2 separate regions of the Mus musculus genome follow, and region 1 is linked to region 2. The links are chromatin contacts, called in public HiChIP or PLAC-seq maps. All regions are on one chromosome and are shown on one strand. Each heading gives the region's core, a stretch centred on a gene start, on an enhancer-like site or on the middle of the called end of the contact. The rest is flanking DNA. Distances are from core to core; before and after follow the strand shown.

Region 1 (5,052 bases), core at 2,007-4,506, 560 kb before region 2:
CTGACTTCAAGGACTCTGGCTTAATTCCACAGCCACAATGTCTGTATCTGTTTATCTGGTAGCAACCTACAGCATAAGGGAAATGTCTGGGGGGCTTCCTGATCAGCCCACCTCCATATTAGCAGGTGACTGACTTGCTAAGGCCCTTGACTCTGGCCTTGGTGTGAGGAGGGAACTGGGTGGGGTGACTTCTAAGGAATCCTCAAAAAGCTTTGAAATAGGCCAGAGAAAGATAAGATTGAATAAAAGTGACAATAGAACCCATGGCTTCTAGAAGCCTAAAATGCAGAGGAAGTGGGGTACCCCACAGGCTTTCTGGAGGAGGAAGGGATACAGCCAGGTCCCAAGGGCCACAACATGCGATGGGCAGGAAGGTAAGGCCTGCCCTAGTTTTGAAAATGCAAAGTTCAGGGGCTGTTTGGTTAACCCTGGCTAATGGACCTGGCAAGTGCTCTGGGGTCTTTGTGACAGGAGAAGGCACAGAACAAAAACAAGGCTCTTGCTCTTCACCGTTCTTAATTAACACGCCCCATGGCCTTGCACGATCCCCCTCTTCCACTCAGCCTTCTGAACCTCCCAAAGCCCATTTCTGACCTGTGATTTCCTATTGCCGCACGTCTCTATAAGCAGTGTTTTAGCTTAAGTGGCAGTTGCATATTAATTACAAAGTTAATTATGTGCTGTGTAATCATGCTGTAATTCATTAGTTTACTCTACATTCTGAGAGCCTTGTGCTAATAGCAAGAGCTGACAGGGCTTCAGGAAGATCCAGAGAACCCAGAATGAGGTTGTAAAGGCCTGGAGACCCCCAGACACTTCCTTGGGGTCTCCTGCTGTGAGCCTGTACCCCGCTCAGTGGTTCCCGTGGCTGGAGCGTGGGCCCTTGCTGCCTGACTGATGGACACACTTCCTGGAGCGAGTGCTGTCTACGAGTCAGCTCCTGACAGAGGAAAACCCAGCTGGGGCATGTTTGCTTGCTGCGGAAGTTCAGGGACAGGAAAGGATTTGTTTAAAATTACTTATAGAGCAGGGAGTCGCTTGTAGGTGACAAATTAACTTCTCAGATCACCAAAACAAAGTGGTCCTGGGAGCTCAGGTCATGGCACAGGTTAAGGACGGAGCATCAAGTCTCAGCAGAACTTGGGGTGGGGAGACCCAGGTTGTAAGGGGTCTGGCTGCTGTTTGGACAAGGGCTCTTAGTATTTTCACCCTCTTCTACTGAACCCTAAAATGTCTCTAACAACCCTCTAGCTAGTCTGGTTCTCTTTCCTGGCTTTGTTTAGTCCCCCGCCCCCTCCCCCCCCCATCAGTGCACAAGGAGAACAATGGGTCAGGCAGCAAGATTCTCTTTAGAGCCAGGTGTGGTGGCAAATGCCTTTACTCCAGCACTCGGAGGCAGAGGCGGCAGAGGCAGAGGGGCAGAGGAGGGGCAGAGGGGCAGAGGAGGGGCAGAGGAGGGGCAGAGGGGCAGAGGGGCAGAGGAGGGGCAGAGGGGCAGAGGAGGGGCAGAGGAGGGGCAGAGGAGAGGCAGAGGAGGGGCAGAGGAGGGGCAGAGGAGGGGCAGAGGAGCAGAGGGGCAGAGGGGCAGAGGGGCAGAGGAGGGGCAGAGGAGCAGAGGGGCAGAGGGGCAGAGGGGCAGAGGGGCAGAGGGGCAGAGGAGGGGCAGAGGGGCAGAGGCAGAGGCAGAGGCAGAGAGGCAGAGGCAGAGGCAGGCAGGTGGATCTCTGTGAGTTTGAGGCCATCCTGGCCTACAAGGATGGCCAAGACTACTCAGAAAACCTGTCTAGAAAAACAACAATAACAAAAGATGACCTCACAGGCCCAGGTCCAACCGTGACCTGGGTAGCTAGAGTACAGGGTAGACAAGAATGAGGAGCCCCTGCTCGCAGCTTTACAGCTTTGGAACTGACTCTGGCTATTCTTTCTTATAACCTGCTCTTCCCGGACCCAGTGCCGCCAGTCCCTGGAGCATCATAGCGACCCTCCAACAGCTTTTAAAAGTCTATGTGAGAAAACACAGTCTCCCCCCTCTCCCTGTGGCTCTGCAAATCTTCGGGTCAGATTTCAAACTCCAGTTGTGGGAGGGGGGACAACCAAGGCTGTGACCTGCCCCGGACATAGCAATCTGGTGGCCAAGACCCTCTGTTTTCCAAATATAAAGCTGCTTGTTTATTTTTGCTGACAGCTGAAGGGGAGAAAGAGGTGGAAGGCCTTTCCCTTCTGGCTCCAGTCAACAAGAGCAGAGAAAGACTCAGAACCCCAGATGGCATGAGAGGAAGATAAATAAGAAAAAACAAAACGCGTCCTTGCACTACAATGGAATGTTTTAAAGAGAGGTGGGAAATGCAAGGTCGGGGCAGATCTCATTTTCTGGCATCTCGGGAGCTCAGGGAGGAGGCGGGCTGCTGCCGCCTGGATGCTTTCAGGGGCAATCGGTTTTGGAGGGAACTCATTTCGGGGGGAGTGTAGGGAGGGGATGCATCTTAACAGCCAAAGTGCCGGTGTTGATTTCCTTTCCAGGGAATACTGGTTTCCCTGGCAACAGAAAAGTCCAGCCTCCGAAGTTCTGACAGGGAGACCAGGCTTGGCCTGGGATGCTCCCAACAATTATGTGAGGCCAAGGCTCCACTGTCCTGCTTGCCCCAGCAGTGAGCTGGGATAGAGCGGTGTAAAAGTGCCAGGTCTGCAAAAAATTATAGCCGCAGCTCCCCATCTCTCCCCCACCCAGGCGCTGTGCATGCGGCTACTCATCCCTAGATTCATAGCTTTCCAGGCTTTATGGCTGAGCAGGTAAAAATGCCAGGAGCAGCTTGGCAGCATGCCCATGTTGACAGCACCTGTGGACCCCAGGAGGCAGTAAAGGTGCAGGAGTGGGAGCCGGCAGGGGCTGTTGGGGGCTGGGCTTCGGGCACGGTACGCTTGAGTTCTGATCTCTAGCCATGCTTGGCTATACAGTTGCTCCGAAATGTTTCAGATTTAAACCTCGTTTTCCCAGAGACAACTATCCCAAGGTCTGGCCTGAGAGGATGCCATCCGTGCATCAGGTGCTGGAGGCAGGAGAGGAGCCCTGATGGTATTTGCAGAGCACTTATCCCGAGGCCGCCACCGGGCACTGGGCTAAGTGCTTGACATGCATTATCTCATTTAACACGCTCTCCAGCTGCCCGGCAAGGCAGGCACAATTATCCCTCACTGGAGGGAGAGGAGGGATTATATGACCTGCCCAAGGCCACCCAGTAAGTGCATGGCACAGCCGTGACTCACACCTGCCCCTCTCCAAGGCCTATTCTCACGGGAAAGGAGAGGAGAAATGGGACAGGAGAGACAATGTGGCTAGTGGTTTCTTCCTCTGGTGGGAGGGAGACAGATGTTCCTCCCCTTTTCCCTTGTCTCCCCTCCCCTGAGCCTTCTCCTATTCTCTAAACATTCTGCACACTGTCCTTCCCCCAGGAAGACAGGCCACAGAACAGAGCCACCTGGAGGCTTCAAAGCAACGCCCCAGTCCCTGAGCCCACCTCCAGCAGACACTGCAATGGTGGCCACGACCAAAGGGCCTCTTATTGCATCTTTCACGGTCACAATCCAGCGACTGGAGTAGTTAACAGCTCATAGTGGAAGGGCTGGGGGCTCAGACAGGACCAACTGATGATGACAACCAAGCCTCCACAAGCTCCCACTGTGTTTTTCTGGGACGTTTAAAACATTTTGTGCATCGTATTTTATTGTATTCTTTCTTTCTTTCTTTCTTTCTTTCTTTCTTTCTTTCTTTCTTCCTTTCTTTCCTTTCTTTCCTTTCTTTCTTTCTTTCTTTCAGATGTATATATTTATTATTATATGTAAGTACACTGTAGCTGTCTTCAGACACCCCAGAAAAGGGCATCAGATCTCATTATGGATGGTTGTGGTTGCTGGGATTTGAACTCGGGACCTTCAGAAGAGCCTGTCAGTGCTCTTAACCGCTGAGCCATCTCTCCAGCCCCTATTGTATTCTTTCAACTATGCCATGAAACAATACCATAAGTAGCCTCACCTCAGAAACAAGGGAAACTGAGGCAGGATGCTTTAAAATATAGCCAAGAGCTCACAGCTAGTAAGTTGCAGAGCAAAGATGGAATGAAAGTTCACACATGAGTAATCTTGCCCATCTCTGTCTTGTGTCTTTGGTTCTTGTGTCTCCGTCTTGTATGTCAGGTTAGGTGGCAGCCAGGAGCTCCAGGTTTTTCCTCTACAGTGTTCTGCTCCCTTAAGAAGTCTTTTTTGTGCTCCAGAGAACATCAAATAGGGATGGGACTCGTGTGTGTTCCTGTGCATGCCTGTGAGCCTCCAGCGGATGCTGCGCGGAAGATGTGTGTGCCGCTGATTTATAACCATCAGAGAAAACAGAACTGCAAATCTCACCCACAAATCTTCCTTATCGGGGATGCTTGCAACAAGCAGACACATCATGAATTCCCAGGAACAGGCAGGTCTCCTCCTAGCCTTGGTTCCCACCAGCTGCCTGCTCCCCTGGGCCTGTGGGGGAGCCATGGGTTGGTTCCATGAGGTCCCTCTGGCTGCCCGCAGAAGGCCAGCTCACCACTCAGGAAGTGGTGGTCCATCAGAAATGCTGGCTCCCCAGTGGTGGAGTCTGGGAGAGCTCCAAGAGCCCCTCCTGGCTGCTAGAAGCATGCTGGCTGCCCTGCTCCAATCCTGACTGCTCAGCTGTTGAACTGGGCCTGAAGTACCAACAGCCAGAAGAGCAAAGATCCCCAGAGCAAACATAACAGTCTGCCAGCATCAAGGGGCCAGGTGTGGCCATCAGCTCTTCTAACATGACCCCAGGTGGAGGCTCTAAGAATCTCTTTCATAACTTGGGTTCCAGATCTGAGCACAGAGGTCTGTCTGACTCGAGAGATCCAGTGCTTAGAACCATTCCGGCATGTTTCTTGAGTCACAGGTTCCTCACGTCCTCAAGCCTCTTAGGTGTCCTTAGACCCTATCACTGGCATGTATATTTTACCTGTGTCCTTAAGAGGGGCTGGGTCACCCCACAGGTGTGTACCTCCACCCCAG
Region 2 (4,696 bases), core at 1,593-4,092:
GAGACAATTACCTTGCAGAGAGCAAAGGCACATTTTGGCACACTGCTTTAGAGACCCTGGCCTGTGGTTGGCTCTGTTGCTTTTGAGACTGGGGTGAGGCAGCTCTCTGTGGTAGACGCTCTGGCAGAGCAGAGCTTACCTCATGGCTGGGAAGCAAAGCAAGAGGAAGAAGAGACCAGGGTACAACTATTACCTCATGGGAAAACTCCGGAAGATTTAAAGACCTCTCATTTGACCCTTATTTTAAAGGTTCTACTATCTCCCAATTGTGTTAAGGACCAAGACTTTAATGCATGGGTCTCTGGGGGATATTTAAAATTTAAACGATACTGTCTATTTACCCTAGCAAACAAATAACCTACAACAACTGTTACTCAAGTCCCTACAAAGTTGTGTGACCTACAGGCTGGGCCTGTTATAACCAGCAACTTCTCTCCGCACCCTTCCTTTGAGTTTCCTGGGACGGAGAAGCCAATGAACGCAGCTTGTACATCTGGTCCTTGTCTCCTCTGGGGCTAAGGAGTCCTCACAACCAAACAGGGAGATTTGATGATGTGGCCATTCTGCACCCTCACGTGTCTATAGCATTGGGGTGCTCTGGGATCCCAGAGCTTAAAAGTAGTCCTGTGCATTTGGAATTGGGAATGACAGGAACACAATGCTGGTGGTGTCTGGGGCTGCTTGCTCCAGATGGCAAATGGCCAAACACACAGAAGAAAATGGAGGTTTCCATATATCATTTGTCCAAGTCAATCTCTGATCCGATTCCCCAGCAGTGAACATCCTAACAGGGGCAATGAGCCTTCAGTAAGGCTGTGTGGACACCTGACTGAGGGACTAAAGGGCAGGCTCTCTCATTGCCTCTGTGCTAGGTTCTTGGATCTAGTACTTGATTCTAGTCTGGTTATCATTTTACTCAAGTGAAAGGACCCCCCCCCCCCCCCCGCAGAGCTCTCTCACTCTTTCATGTGTGTGCATGTCCATGTGCACGCAGGACATATGCACACACATGTAGAGGCCAGAGGACACCCTCAGGTACTGTCCACTTTTCTTTTGAGACAGGTTCTCTCACTGACCTTGCTTGCTGAGAGAACGTTGGATGTTGAGCAAGCCCCGAGGATCCACCTATCTTGCTTCTTGGGCAACAGGATTTTAAGAATGCACTGCCACCCAGTTCTAGTTGTGTGGGTTCTGGGGATCAAATGGGGTCTTGTGAGCTATCTTTGTCAACTGAGCTGTTTTCCTGGTCCTCACTCTTTTCCCCACTTCTTTCTCTTTGTGAGGAAATGTTACTCAGCTGCCTGCATACAGAAGACAGCCCTCACCAGAAGCCAGAGATATTGGTTTTCTGACCTCAGACTTCCAGTTTTCTGTTCCATGAAAAACACATTTCTGATGTTTATCAGCCATCCCGTATAAGGTGTATATTCTAGTATTTGGATGGACTCAAATAGTGAAATGCTTCAAGAGAGCCCCTTTCATTCCTGTGCCAGCCCTGTCACACCCACACTGCTGTCCTTGGCATTCTATCTATGTAAAGGTAACACTCTCATTAAATGACCTCTGTCTTTCCCAGTCTGGCAGGTGTGGACTAGCCTGGGAGCACATGGTCTGACAGTGAAGGAAGCCAAGCCCAGCAGGGTCTGCTTTGCACAGACTGACTTAGCCTTTAAATAAGCACAACCAACAGCTGAGATCTGCTTTGGCCAGACACTGTGGTGTGGGCATCAGCTTACAGTGGGGGAACAGCGCACAGCAGGCTCCCAAAATGAGTGAGAAGACGACCAGATGGAGGTGTGCTGTGACTCCGGTCTGCCTTGCGGTGACAAAGGCCTTCTTCGGGCTGTGACTTTTGTTTCTTTCTCCAGTCGCAGCTAGCAGTGCATGGGAGACCCGGAGCACCGGTTCTGAGTCCCATATCTGTGCACTGCTGCCTAAGGACAAGTCCCTTGAGGCCACAGATCTGGATCTCAATTTGTCTGTCTGGGACACAGAGGAAGGAAAGTGATTACACGCTTTCTGCTTCTGGCCTGAATGTGTTCTGATTCTATACAAAGAAGGAGGAGACAAGATCAGAGGCGTCTTCTAGTGCTCTGCTCCTTCGGGGTCTGAGACTGATACCCAATACCAGGTGGTCCCTGCCACTACCTCCTTAGGTATCAAAGCCAGGCCTGTGTGGCAGGTCACACAGCTGGCCTTGTGTTCTGCACTTGAGGGCTCTTGAGTTTCTGCTCCCCAGAAAGATCAGTTTCTTGCCAATGTCATCACTTTTAGCCAGGAGAGACCTATCAGCAACTCCATCAAGTTCTGCACCCCCCCCTCCCACCCCACACCCCCATGCCCGCCTCAACTTTAAGTCTGAGCCCTGGGAACACTGGGGAAACTTAATTCTCGGACACCTTGATTCAAAGAGCCACTGTTCTGCAAAGGCAGAGCTGGACCCTGCGTTTCAGCAGGCTTTCAGGTGGGGTTCCACCCAGACATCGATAGCATGCGGGAGGCCTGTGAGTGTGTTGACCTGGCTTCAACCACAGCTCAGTTTCAAAGACTTGGCTGTGGTCTCCGCAGGCCCTCCTCTTTCCACCCGAGGCTCCATCCCTCTCCTGCGAGCCCAGGTCGGTGTCTCAGTTACTGGGAAGGCTGTCTCTGCCTGTGGGCTTCACCCTTGTCTCCCCTCGAGATGAGATGACGAGCCACTTGAGGTTCCCACTCTGGGAATGCCTTGCTTTATCCTCCCAGTTCCTGCCAGGGTTGATATGGAGGGACACCAGGACTTCCACAAGAGCAGCGTAAACAGGACGAAGCTTCACACGACCTTCTCATGCCCCCATGCCACCCTGGACAGCTCATCCCCTCCCAGTGCAGCTCAGATCCTCCCTGGGCGGAGCAGAGTTGGTCTGGAATGAACAGACTTTGTAAATAGAAGTCCTTCACCACACCGCTCAGGAGCCTGCCCGTTCCTGAAGCAGGGCTGGGGACATTTCCTGCTTCCCTTCCCTGCCGCTGAGAAATTAGTAGGCACAGATTGTCAAAAAAAAAAAAAAAAAAACAGCCGGGCCTTTGTAATTACAAATGTGCACACATCCCACCGAGCGTCATTTTCAAAAGGCATATTAAGCAGCAGAGACCACAGGGGGGACCCGTGTAAACAGGCTTCCTCAGATCCTGGCAGAAAAGGCTTGGAGGAGGCAGTTGTCCCCAGGAGTTGTTGGCTGTTCCCACTCTTCCACCCCCACCTCCCTCCCTGCCCAGCAGCTAAATGTTCAATGCCTGGGAACACGGTTGCAGATCCCAGCAAGGGAGCATGGCGACAGAGAGCTCTGGAGTTCACACTACAACTGCCTTTAAGATCCCAGTGGTTTCAGAGTTGATGCTTTCCCGAATCTCATTCTACAGTCCCGCCCCACCCCCTGCCTCTAACAGCCACGGATGGTCCTCCATGTTCTCTGATGTTCCCTTGCAGCAGTCCATACAGAATATTGCCTCTGCTCAACACTAAGGGTGCTGTAGAAAGCTACATTTGAGCCTGAGATTTGTGTTAGGATTCCAGAGCATATGTCCAAAGTCCTTGTTAGTCTCCATTATCTCCCATCCTATGAGCATGCAGTCAAGACCCTGATATAGTGAGCAGCAAAGGGCATTAGCCAAACATGTATTGTTTAATTCAACATTCCTGCGCTGGACATCCCTGGTTATCAGGCCACCTTGGTTATTGTGACTAGATCACTGCTATATGACAGCAAGAATGGCAGGCATAAAGACATTGGTAGTGATAGACAAGGGGGTACCCTGGGTTTCCCTGAGAAGTGGTGGGCAGGTCTCTGCTCCCTCTGATGGCATCCTCCCAAGTAGGTAGCTTGATAAGCCACCTTCCCAAACACAGAAGCAAAGGGTCGCAGTGGGTAGCAAAGGGGGTCTCTGCCTAGAATATCCGGGAAGCCACCACTGTTCAAGGTGCAGCACCCCTGTCTCCACTGCTGTGGGAGCAGAGGAAGGAGAATATAATTCAAATCTGGAGTGCTTAATGGAAGGCTTCCTAGCTGACGGACGGGAGCGCGAAGATTAATTCAAAAGCAGGAATAGATGTTATTTAGGAAAGGAAGGGCATTCAAGACAGAGACGAGGTGAAAGACAGCATCGATCATTTCACCGGCGATGAATGCTTGAATCTGGCAGCAGTACAAAATGAAAGAGCTGGATGTGGGAGTGGGGGAGCAGAGCAGGAGACCAGGGGCAGGCAGGCCGGTCACCACGCTTGTGAGCCAGGCTGAGTTGCAATTTGACCCTACAGCAGGGAGGGTTGTTGTTGTTGTTGTTTGTCCATACACACACATACACACACACACACACACACACACACACACACACATACACACACACACACACACACACACACACACACGCACGCACGCGTGCATAGGCAGACATGGGCTATGGCATCTGTGTGGAGGTCAGATGACACTGTTTGGGAATAAAGTTCTCTCCTTCCACGGTGGGTTCTAGGAAAAAAACCTCAGGTCACCAGGCTTGTATAACAAGTGCCTTCACACAGTGAGCCATCTCTCCTGTCCAAGAGAGTTTCAAACAGTGTGGTCAGGTCCTAGGAGGATGTCTCTGTGGACAGGTGAAAGATATTAATCCGTGTATAGGCTCCAGGAGTCAGTCATGGTTCTGGTATAGCTAGAGTCCCTCTAAT

The links. HiChIP or PLAC-seq counts read pairs in DNA pulled down with a chosen protein or histone mark.
Region 1: a contact with region 2 is called in an H3K27ac HiChIP or PLAC-seq map of T-cell acute lymphoblastic leukemia, with 13 times the contacts expected there. The contact joins two enhancer-like sites. A contact is called at or near these places in 2 of 39 promoter capture datasets (embryonic stem cells and pre-B cells), 3 of 15 datasets of contacts at CTCF or cohesin (embryonic stem cells, large pre-B cells and pro-B cells), 59 of 484 Hi-C or Micro-C datasets (B cells, the Ba/F3 cell line, the C10 cell line and 18 more), 6 of 115 datasets of contacts at active chromatin or transcription factors (T-cell acute lymphoblastic leukemia, double positive thymocytes, embryonic basal ganglia and 2 more) and 2 of 9 other capture datasets (embryonic stem cells and embryonic trunk).

Annotation. Positions count from the first base shown.
Region 1 is chr14:25,553,130-25,558,181 of GRCm38.p6, reverse strand. The region is part of intron 3 of Zmiz1 (zinc finger, MIZ-type containing 1); the gene reads right to left. Among named protein-coding and RNA genes, the nearest start is that of Mir3075, 21 kb to the right of the region's middle. Within about 2 kb of position 3,256, at least 44 of the 459 cell types and tissues checked have an H3K27ac peak or open chromatin away from gene starts, as enhancers often do. A contact at or near this core is called in T-cell acute lymphoblastic leukemia, where this site is marked.
Region 2 is chr14:24,992,432-24,997,127 of GRCm38.p6, reverse strand. No RefSeq gene overlaps it. Among named protein-coding and RNA genes, the nearest start is that of Gm41111, 12 kb to the right of the region's middle. Within about 2 kb of position 2,842, at least 41 of the 459 cell types and tissues checked have an H3K27ac peak or open chromatin away from gene starts, as enhancers often do. A contact at or near this core is called in T-cell acute lymphoblastic leukemia, where this site is marked.